Linked DNA regions of Mus musculus: region 2 is linked to region 1. The links are chromatin contacts, called in public promoter capture Hi-C maps. All regions are on one chromosome and are shown on one strand. The core of a region is the stretch at or near the end of the contact, and the rest is flanking DNA. Distances in the headings are between cores, read along the strand shown.

Region 1 (4,221 bases), core at 661-3,160:
CTCCTGATATTAGCACAGCATGAAAAGCAACAGTTTTTATATTTTCGAGAATACATTTCCCTCAGCAGCGTGCATACGTCAGTATGCATGCATATGTGGATACCTTTTTCTACTATGATATGCTTTATTGCTTACAGACATGAAATCAATTATTTAACTACCAGAGCAAATATATTTGGCTATTGTTTTTTATCTGAACAAGATCTCTAGCTAGACCCTTCCTTCTCTGCTACCTCATCCTGGGCAAAGGAGAGGACAATTTAGTAGTTTACGTGATGATTAACTGTGTTCAAAGGCTCAGAAAATACCGATGGTTGGACAAGGGAGAGAGCAGTTCACAGCATCATGGTCTACTTCGTTCACACAAAGCCGGAAAAAGGTATAGAAAAATATGGCCTATTTAGGAACAACTCTTATGACATGCGTGAGTTTCCTTAAGTCAGTGTAATAGAAATATGCATTAAGAGCCAGCATAATAAGCCAGCATTCTTGGGAGACATTGTGGATAAGAGATTGTCAGGGTTTGTACATATGAGGGAAAGTCTGATATCTAGAAACAGCACATTGGAGAATGGTATTCTGACTTTAATCTTCTGGATGAAACAATGAACTAATTAGCTGCTCTGAGCCATTGATCTACTTTCCACACCTTTGGGGATCAATTTCACCCAATATGGAATTGAGCCAGCCCTGTGTTCCGCACCCCAGCAGTGACCTCTCTGATTCAAATGTAAAATGCTCTTGCAGATGAAATTCACTAGGACAAAATGTTCAATAGAAAGATTACATTTCCAGTGGGGCAGAAAGATATTTGCCAGCATCTCATTAAGGCTTCGATACAAAGTCTCGGATTTCAATCAGAGCTGAGATAGAATGGCAATAATCCAGGAACGAGACGGAGCTAAGGCTTTGTTTCCCAAAGCATTATGCATTTCTCCCCCCATCTACAATAAAATCTTGAAAAAATTTCCAGGAGAATAGATATGGAAAAGAAATAACCCCGTAGTCATTTTAATGTCAGCTGCTCAACGCGCTCTGTGAAGCCTCCCTAGCCAGATAACTTTGGCTTCCTCTCACTTAAGGGGAAGAAAGGTGACATCATTTACATTTAGCCCAACCCGTGAGAAAGGCTGGCAAATCTCTGCCTCGCGAAGGCAGCAACCATTCTTCCACCTCTGCAGCCCCACCTCCCATCATTAATATGGCCCATCCATTTCCCCACCAGCATTTTATTCTCTACCCCTAGAAGTAATTTACCGACTTAATGGAAATGTGAGAGATTTGCTTTAACAGACTTTATGAATGTAAGCAGAGGTCCCGCTGAACACTTCCCTCTGGAGAGAGGTTATCCTTTGGCCAGAGGGCATTTGTAATAGTTCAGTAATCAAAAAAGATTTGCCTCTTCGGACTTGCTAATTTGCTCAGTCTCTTAAGTAACAAAAGGGTCTAAACTCTGCCTCTCAATTTAAAGCGAGCCGAGCCCGGTAAAAGCTTCCAGCTTAGCAAGAAACCCGAGAATTCACATCTGAGCTTTTAGCCCCATTTCAATTTGTGCAAGCCTAATATCACCAGGGCTTGATTTTGACTGTAGGGAAGGTGTGCCTTTTCCTGGAATTTAGTTCTTTATCCAGGAGGGGGCCGCTTGGGAAGCCTACGGACAGGGCAAACTGCCGCACAGATAAAGCTCGTTTTCCTTGAACGATCAGAATTTTTGAGTACAAAGCAGGTTCCACTGGAAAGTGAAACGTCTGCTGTCAAGTCAGGACTCTGGACTGGGTTTTGATGAGAGGGTAGAAGAAAAAAATCAACCGCATTCTTCCTAAATTGCACGGTTGCATATCAGTCAGGCACAACTGTGTCGCTGAATCCACAGCTGTGTCCGCGGTGTATAGGAAAGTGCCGGGCAGTAGGAGGCTCCGTCAGGACCACTGAATGGGTGACTGTAATTGAGAGGCACCATTGCCATGGTTCAGCCGTGGAGAGAAATGTCCCTTGGCTTCCTGTTGTCTCCCCAGTCCTTGACTAACACTTTTGGGCTGTTTGCATCAGCTCTTCCTGCCTTCAGATGCTGAGTCCGGCTGGAACAGGCTCGCCATACAACTTCATGGAAAAATGTATGGTGATGACTGGGGGTGGGTGGGTGGGAGGTGGGGTGGTCCCTTAACCCAGAAGGCAAGTGGAAGGAGACATTTCTATCTATAATTTTGACAAATAGGCCAAATTGCTAGCACTATTCAAAATTTTTTGGTTGTTTATTATTGTTGTTTTGAGACAGGGTCTCATATAGTCAGGGCTAGCCTCAAACTCACCAAACAGTGGAGGATGACTTTAAGTGCCCGGTCTTCCTGGCTCCACCTTTAAATTGCTGAGTTTGCAGGCCTACACCACCACACTCGGGTGTCTAGAGGGGTTGTCTCACTGTCAGCAAAATCCTTGCCTGACCATGGCTTCATGCTAAGTAGACGGGCAGGTAGGAGAGTGCCTCTACCCAGGTCTAAATGAACTAAACTATCTCCTCTGGAAATATTATCCCATGGATTACTGGATTTTCATCAGGCTTCCCTCGCCCCTCCCAAATATGACGAGAGACGAAGACAACCACAGTTGGCTTGTTAGCATGTAGAAAGAATGACAGCTAAGAATAGAACACATTTAAGGAGCTGGATGTGGCTAGCTGATGGAAATAGAAGCAAGGTGATGTCCCTTTCCAAGCAGTCATCATGTCTGTTAACATTCTTCCAGAAACATCTTGGTGGTCCTAATACAAGTTTCCTCAGCATTGTCTGAGCTCCAGCCAAGGACTTTTACCTGGCCTGTCTCATGGCAGATTGGCATATTTACTTTCATATTAAACTCTTTCAAGGACCGAAACATAATGAAGAACTCCCAGATAAGAGTACTACTTTGTAGACTATGACTTCCGTAGACAGTTCAGTTGGTAAAGTGCTCGCTGTGTAAGAGCTAAGACCTGAGTTCCATCACCAGCACCATCATCAGTGCCAGGCATGGTTATCCTAGAGCTCTGGAGACATAGATAGCAATTCCCTGGGGCTCACTGGTCAGCCAGTCTAACCCACTTGATATGCTCCAGACCAGTTACAGACGTCTTGAAAATAAATAAGTAAATGAGCAAATGAACAAATAAGTGGATGGCTAGTGACTGGGGAATGACACCTGAAGTTGTCCTGTGGTCCCCTCACATGCTTGCACATACATGTATCCACAGTCACCCACCCATACATACACACATATGCCTCACACAGACACAAAGGACACTTATAGAGATTTCATCTTTGTAAGCATGTCTATATTCTTATTTTCAAAATAAATGTATTTTTCTTAAACATAATTATTGACTAAAAAATATACATACATAAACAGTAAAATAAATAACGATACAAAGACCTGGTTCCTGAGGTTTGAATAAATTTTGCTTTGGCTATTTCTTCTAATATCAATCTCATTTCTAAGAAATATGTTTGGCTGCTATTTTTTGACTTTTTTCAATTTTATATTGTTTTATGACTTCTTCCTATGCAACATGAGTATTTTTTTCTACACTTTGTGGTGAGTTAAATGTCTCTTATAGGCTCATATATTTGAGTACCTGGTCCCCAGGGGATGGGGCTGTTTGGGAAGGTGACAGAACCATCTCCAGTCCCCTCTCTGCTTCCCACGTGCAGACACAATGTGATCTCTGCTTCTTTGCCATAACAGATTCTATCCCTCGGGAATTGTAAGCCAAAATAAACCCTTTCATCCCTAAATTGCTTTTTGTTATAGCCTTCTGTCACAGAACAGAAAGGACGCCAACGCACCCATGATCCCCATACGTCTGCACGGTTTCTCTTATTATTTTGCTCACACAGCCACACAGCAGACTGCTAACACCTTTTCTTTAGGTGCAGTACCCCGCCTTGGCAGTAAGTGTGGCAGATTTCTACTTGCTCAATTTTCTGGTTTATCTCCAATGTCTGCACAAGAAGTCTGCACGCATGCTCAGCCACACTGAGTCCTCTACAAGCTCCGTTGATATATATTGTCCCGGTGACTCTCTCAATGCCCTCTCAGCCTCTCAGACACCATCTGGCTGTGTTGTCCTGGCCTTCTTCCAGCTAGGACTTCCTCTCTTCTCTGGCCTTGTCTGTATGGCTTCTTTCATAACTTATGTCTTTTTTTCCCAAAGCAATGCCATTGAGACATTTTTTTTTTTTTTTTTTT
Region 2 (4,221 bases), core at 1,194-3,693, 300 kb after region 1:
GAGTTCAAGTCTTCATGCTGCCTAAGGTCTTGGTACATCTGTAGTCAGCTTTGGTGGTCAAGGTGGCCCCACTGTGATGCTGGGAGGGGCAGGGTGCTGTAGGTTCTTGCTGTAAGCAGCAGCTCTGGGGCCCCACCTAGGATCTCAGAACCCTTTGTAAATCACTTGCTCATCCCAAAGCATATTTTTTTCAAACTGAGGGTTTATCCTTTGCTCCTTTCTGTCTGTCATCGCACAGTTACCATAGCAACCTGCTGAGGAAGCTCCATTCCGATCAAAGGAGGAAAGGAATTTAGCCTGTCCAAGTAAACTGATGAGTGCTCAAGGGAAGGGAGTCAGTTCCGACAAGAATCCAAGAGCTGTGCTCACTTCAGCAGCAAACAGTAAAATCGGAATGAGCAGAGGTTAGTATGACCTTTGTACAAGGGTGACACAGAAAATTGTGAGGTGCTCCATTAAAAAGTGAAAGAGGCCTGCAGAGACGGCTCAGCAGTTAAGAGCACTGACTGCTCTTCCAGAGGTCCTGAGTTCAATTCCCAGCAACCACATGGTGGCTCACAACCATCTGTAATAAGATCCAACAGCTACAGTGTACTCAAATACATAAAATAAATTAATCTTAAAAAAAAGCACTCATATAAAATTAAAAAGACACTTTTTTGTTTGGTTGGTTTTTTGTTTTTTTTTGTTTTTTCGAGGCAGAGTTTCTCTGTGCAGTCCTGGCTGTCCTGGAACTCAGGTTGGCCTAGAACTCAGAAATCCTCCTGCCTCTGCCTCTCAAGTGCTGGGATTAAAGGTGTGTGCCACCACTGCCTGGCTAGAAAGACACTTCTTTTAGAAGACCACCCCAAAACACATTTATAGTAAACCATACCACATTAATTTTTACACTGTTTTCCTCTTTTGAGCCACAAATTGGCTGTTATGTTGGGAGTTGGTTTTCCTTTTGACATTCTGGTGGAATTAAACCTCAAAAAGTGTTCAATACATATAATATTAGACAGTAAATATTTTTCAGATATTTTATACATCAGATATTTCAGGTCTGTGGGAATATTATTAAATATTAATCTAAAAAAACACGATGAATTTATCATTCCACTAAATGTGAGCAATATTCCCAACATTTCCAGCAGAAGTTCTCAAGTGCTATTTCCAGATGTGAGAAGTACCCAGCCACATATAAATAAGGAGTATACATTTTATTGGTTTTAGTTTTTAGCTTTTAAAACAGAATCGACATTGTTTTAAAACATCTTTTAAAAGAAAAAGAGGAAGAAGAAAGAAGAAAAGAAGAGGAAGAAGAGGAGGAGGAGGAAGAGGAAGAAGCGGCGGCAGCAGTAGCTACACTTAGGTTGGAAGCAGACTACAGTTAATTTTTTATATTGGTGCATAAAACTGTCAAATGTGTCTTTATTCATATGGTCAACTGAGTCTACCCAGTTGAATGGAAGATAAAAATTACTTGTGGCAATGTAGCTATACCAAATTCAAAGCCATCTTGAGAAAAATTGCATATTGTTCCTTGCACTGAAAAAGGCTTTTATATAATTTCTCTTTGTTTTTGTTTGTTTGTTTGTTTGTTTGTTGAAGTTAGCTCCTTGATGCGTGATCTTGGCTTCTGTTGTCTTGAGTCTGTTTAGTCTCGGCCATGGAAGCCTGGATAGGGCTCCCTCAGGCTTTTGCTTTTCCATTTTGGGCTGTGGCTATTGACACCCTTTCCCACCACGCCTCCCGCCGTGGATTACAGCAGAGACGATTCCTAAGACTGTCAAAGATTCCCATCCCAATGTTTTCTTTCATTTGGTGTTGTATAGTGAAGATGCATTAAGCATGAATTCAGATGGGGACTTCGGGAGATTTTTGTGTGTGCTGATATTGCTATAGGTCCAAGTTGTTTCAGAACAATCACTTGCTTGTAAAATAGTAACTTTACATAGTATATCAAGAAGGAAGGAAGGAAGGAAGGAAGGAAGGAAGGAAGGAAGGAAGGAAGGAACCCAAAGGTAGAATGCAGTTGACATTGTTATAAAATGAAAAACTAAAATTATGTTCTTATCAAATGCTTTAATACAATTTAAAAATATTCTTATCAAAGCTGTACCTTTGCTGGAAGTCCCCACATCTTCTGTTATTAGGTATTTTAACCCAAAATGACTAACACTTTAAGTAGTATTTTACATGACAGCTGTATTTATGAATAGTCTTTAAAAATTTTTTAAAAAAAATTAAAGGACTTTCTTACTATCTCATTTTTTTTAAACTCATGATGTTTTTGTATGGCCATTCTCTAAAATTGAATTCCATGTGTGATTTCTGTGAAATTGCCCTTTCTGGTTTCTATTTGTGTGCTTTAGTATAAAATTGTCCTATCACCCTCCTCTTGAGCCGAGGTGTGTGAGGTAACGGGAATGTTCCTCTGGACTACAGAGAGCTGAAAGCTGCCAGATGTTCTGGCTGGCTCGGAAGTGTGTGCTCCCTGGGTCCCAGGCCTGTGTGCAATGCTCCTACGCTACTCTGACAGCACATTTGCTTTGGTTCCTTTTTCCACTCTGGTCAGAGCCCCTCTCTCTCTCTCTCTCTCTCTCTCTCTCTCTCTCACTCAGCTGTATTTAAATGATACTACGGCATCCAGAAAATCTGGCAAAGAAAATGATATTTTGATGACATTTTTCACAGGGCTTAACTGGAATGAATTATTACATTTTAACAAGGCTCCAATAAACAGCCCCTTTATTCCTCCCTAGAAGGGTACAGTATTTCTTTGTCCAAGAAGTGGCCTGAGTGTACGTATTGTTGAACTGCGAAAAAGCTTCTTTTCTCTAAACTTCAGCTGAGAGACAATGGCTTTGCTCGGCATACACTATTTCCTTGTAACTCGGTATTTTCTGATCTGTAGTCTATATAAGATGAGCTGAGATTTCAACTTGAAGTAAATATTTTTTATCTTTTCATTGCATGCAGTGTTGTATTTCCCTATAGAAATGGATCATTTCTAAGTCACTTCCCCTGATCTGCCAAATGATAGACATCTAGTTTTTGCCAAAATCTTTGGCATTCTTCCCTTAGCTGTGGTTAAGCTAGCCTAAAAGTTACACACAGACACACACACACACACACAGACACACACACACACACCCCATAGCCCACCAACACGGGTCTCCATTAGTAAGTACAAGTGTTTATTGATCTGTATGTGTAGTATAGGTGGAGGGTGTGTCTGTTTCCCTAGAGTAGGAAGGTGCTTGTTGTTGAAGTAAAGATCCTTAGGTCCTGGTGGCAGCTACTAGTGAATAATCCTATTATCAAATTGATTTTTTTATGCTTATGGTATTTTGTTTGCTTGTCTATCTGTGTACTATGTGAGTACCTGATGCACAGGGAAGCCAGAAGAGGGTGTCAGATAGCCTGAGACTGGAGCTACAGACAGCTGTGAATCACCGTGTTGTTGCTGGGAATTGAACCCAGGTCCTCAGGAAGAGCAGCCAGTGCTCTTAACCATTGAGCAATCACTCCATCCTCAAATTTGATTTTTCTAAAGAAGCAAATTGAAGCCTTTTCCTGAATTGTTTCTGAGCTGGTCAGTGGTGTTATGCTATGTCAGTTGCTGCTCATACAGTTTTTAAAAGGAGGGAGGATGTCGCACCGAGCTAACTTCTGAGGGAGCCTTGCACAGAGTCCTGTTTGCTTTGACCTGGGAACCATTCTTGATCGTTATTATTGAACTTGGGTGCCCAGGCACCCAAGCCATCCTTTCCTCAGAAATGTTCTACATGCGACTGATTTTTTAGTTTGTCTTCTCTAGAGCCAGGGCTCCCGGGCCTGGGTGATGGCGCTGACCTCCATAGACTATTGCCTGTCTTGCCTTCATCAGGCCACTCATTGTATCAGTAATGGCAGCCAACCCTATTTTATTGTTCAGACAACTTGTCCTCACAGACGTGGTCACCTTCGAATATAAGCAGCCAGGATAAAAGTAAGTCTTTCCAATTCTGTCACTCGAAAGTTGGCATATGTCCTTTCCGTCCTATGGGATCTTCATGACTGTAGTCAATAGTTTTATCTACAAATAACTGCAAGGATGGGCCTGTGGGATGTCAGGTAGAATCCTTATTTCCTACAAGTCCTTGTAGCAGTCTCTGTTACACTCAACTCTGTGCTTTCTTTTGGACATTAGGAAAATGAGCTGTTTCTCCCCACACCTGCATACCAACTGGGCCC

What was found. Promoter capture Hi-C pulls out the DNA fragments that hold promoters and counts their contacts.
Region 2: a promoter capture Hi-C map of cranial neural crest shows a contact between it and region 1. The contact joins two enhancer-like sites. A contact is called at or near these places in 2 of 39 promoter capture datasets (cranial neural crest and hippocampal neurons) and 1 of 484 Hi-C or Micro-C datasets (bone marrow-derived macrophages).

What each region holds. Positions count from the first base shown.
Region 1 is chr2:71,190,686-71,194,906 of GRCm38.p6, forward strand. No RefSeq gene overlaps it. Among named protein-coding and RNA genes, the nearest start is that of Dync1i2, 19 kb to the right of the region's middle. Within about 2 kb of position 1,911, at least 11 of the 459 cell types and tissues checked have an H3K27ac peak or open chromatin away from gene starts, as enhancers often do.
Region 2 is chr2:71,494,913-71,499,133 of GRCm38.p6, forward strand. All of the region lies in intron 1 of Metap1d (methionyl aminopeptidase type 1D (mitochondrial)), which reads left to right. Among named protein-coding and RNA genes, the nearest start is that of Dlx1, 32 kb to the right of the region's middle. Within about 2 kb of position 2,444, at least 13 of the 459 cell types and tissues checked have an H3K27ac peak or open chromatin away from gene starts, as enhancers often do.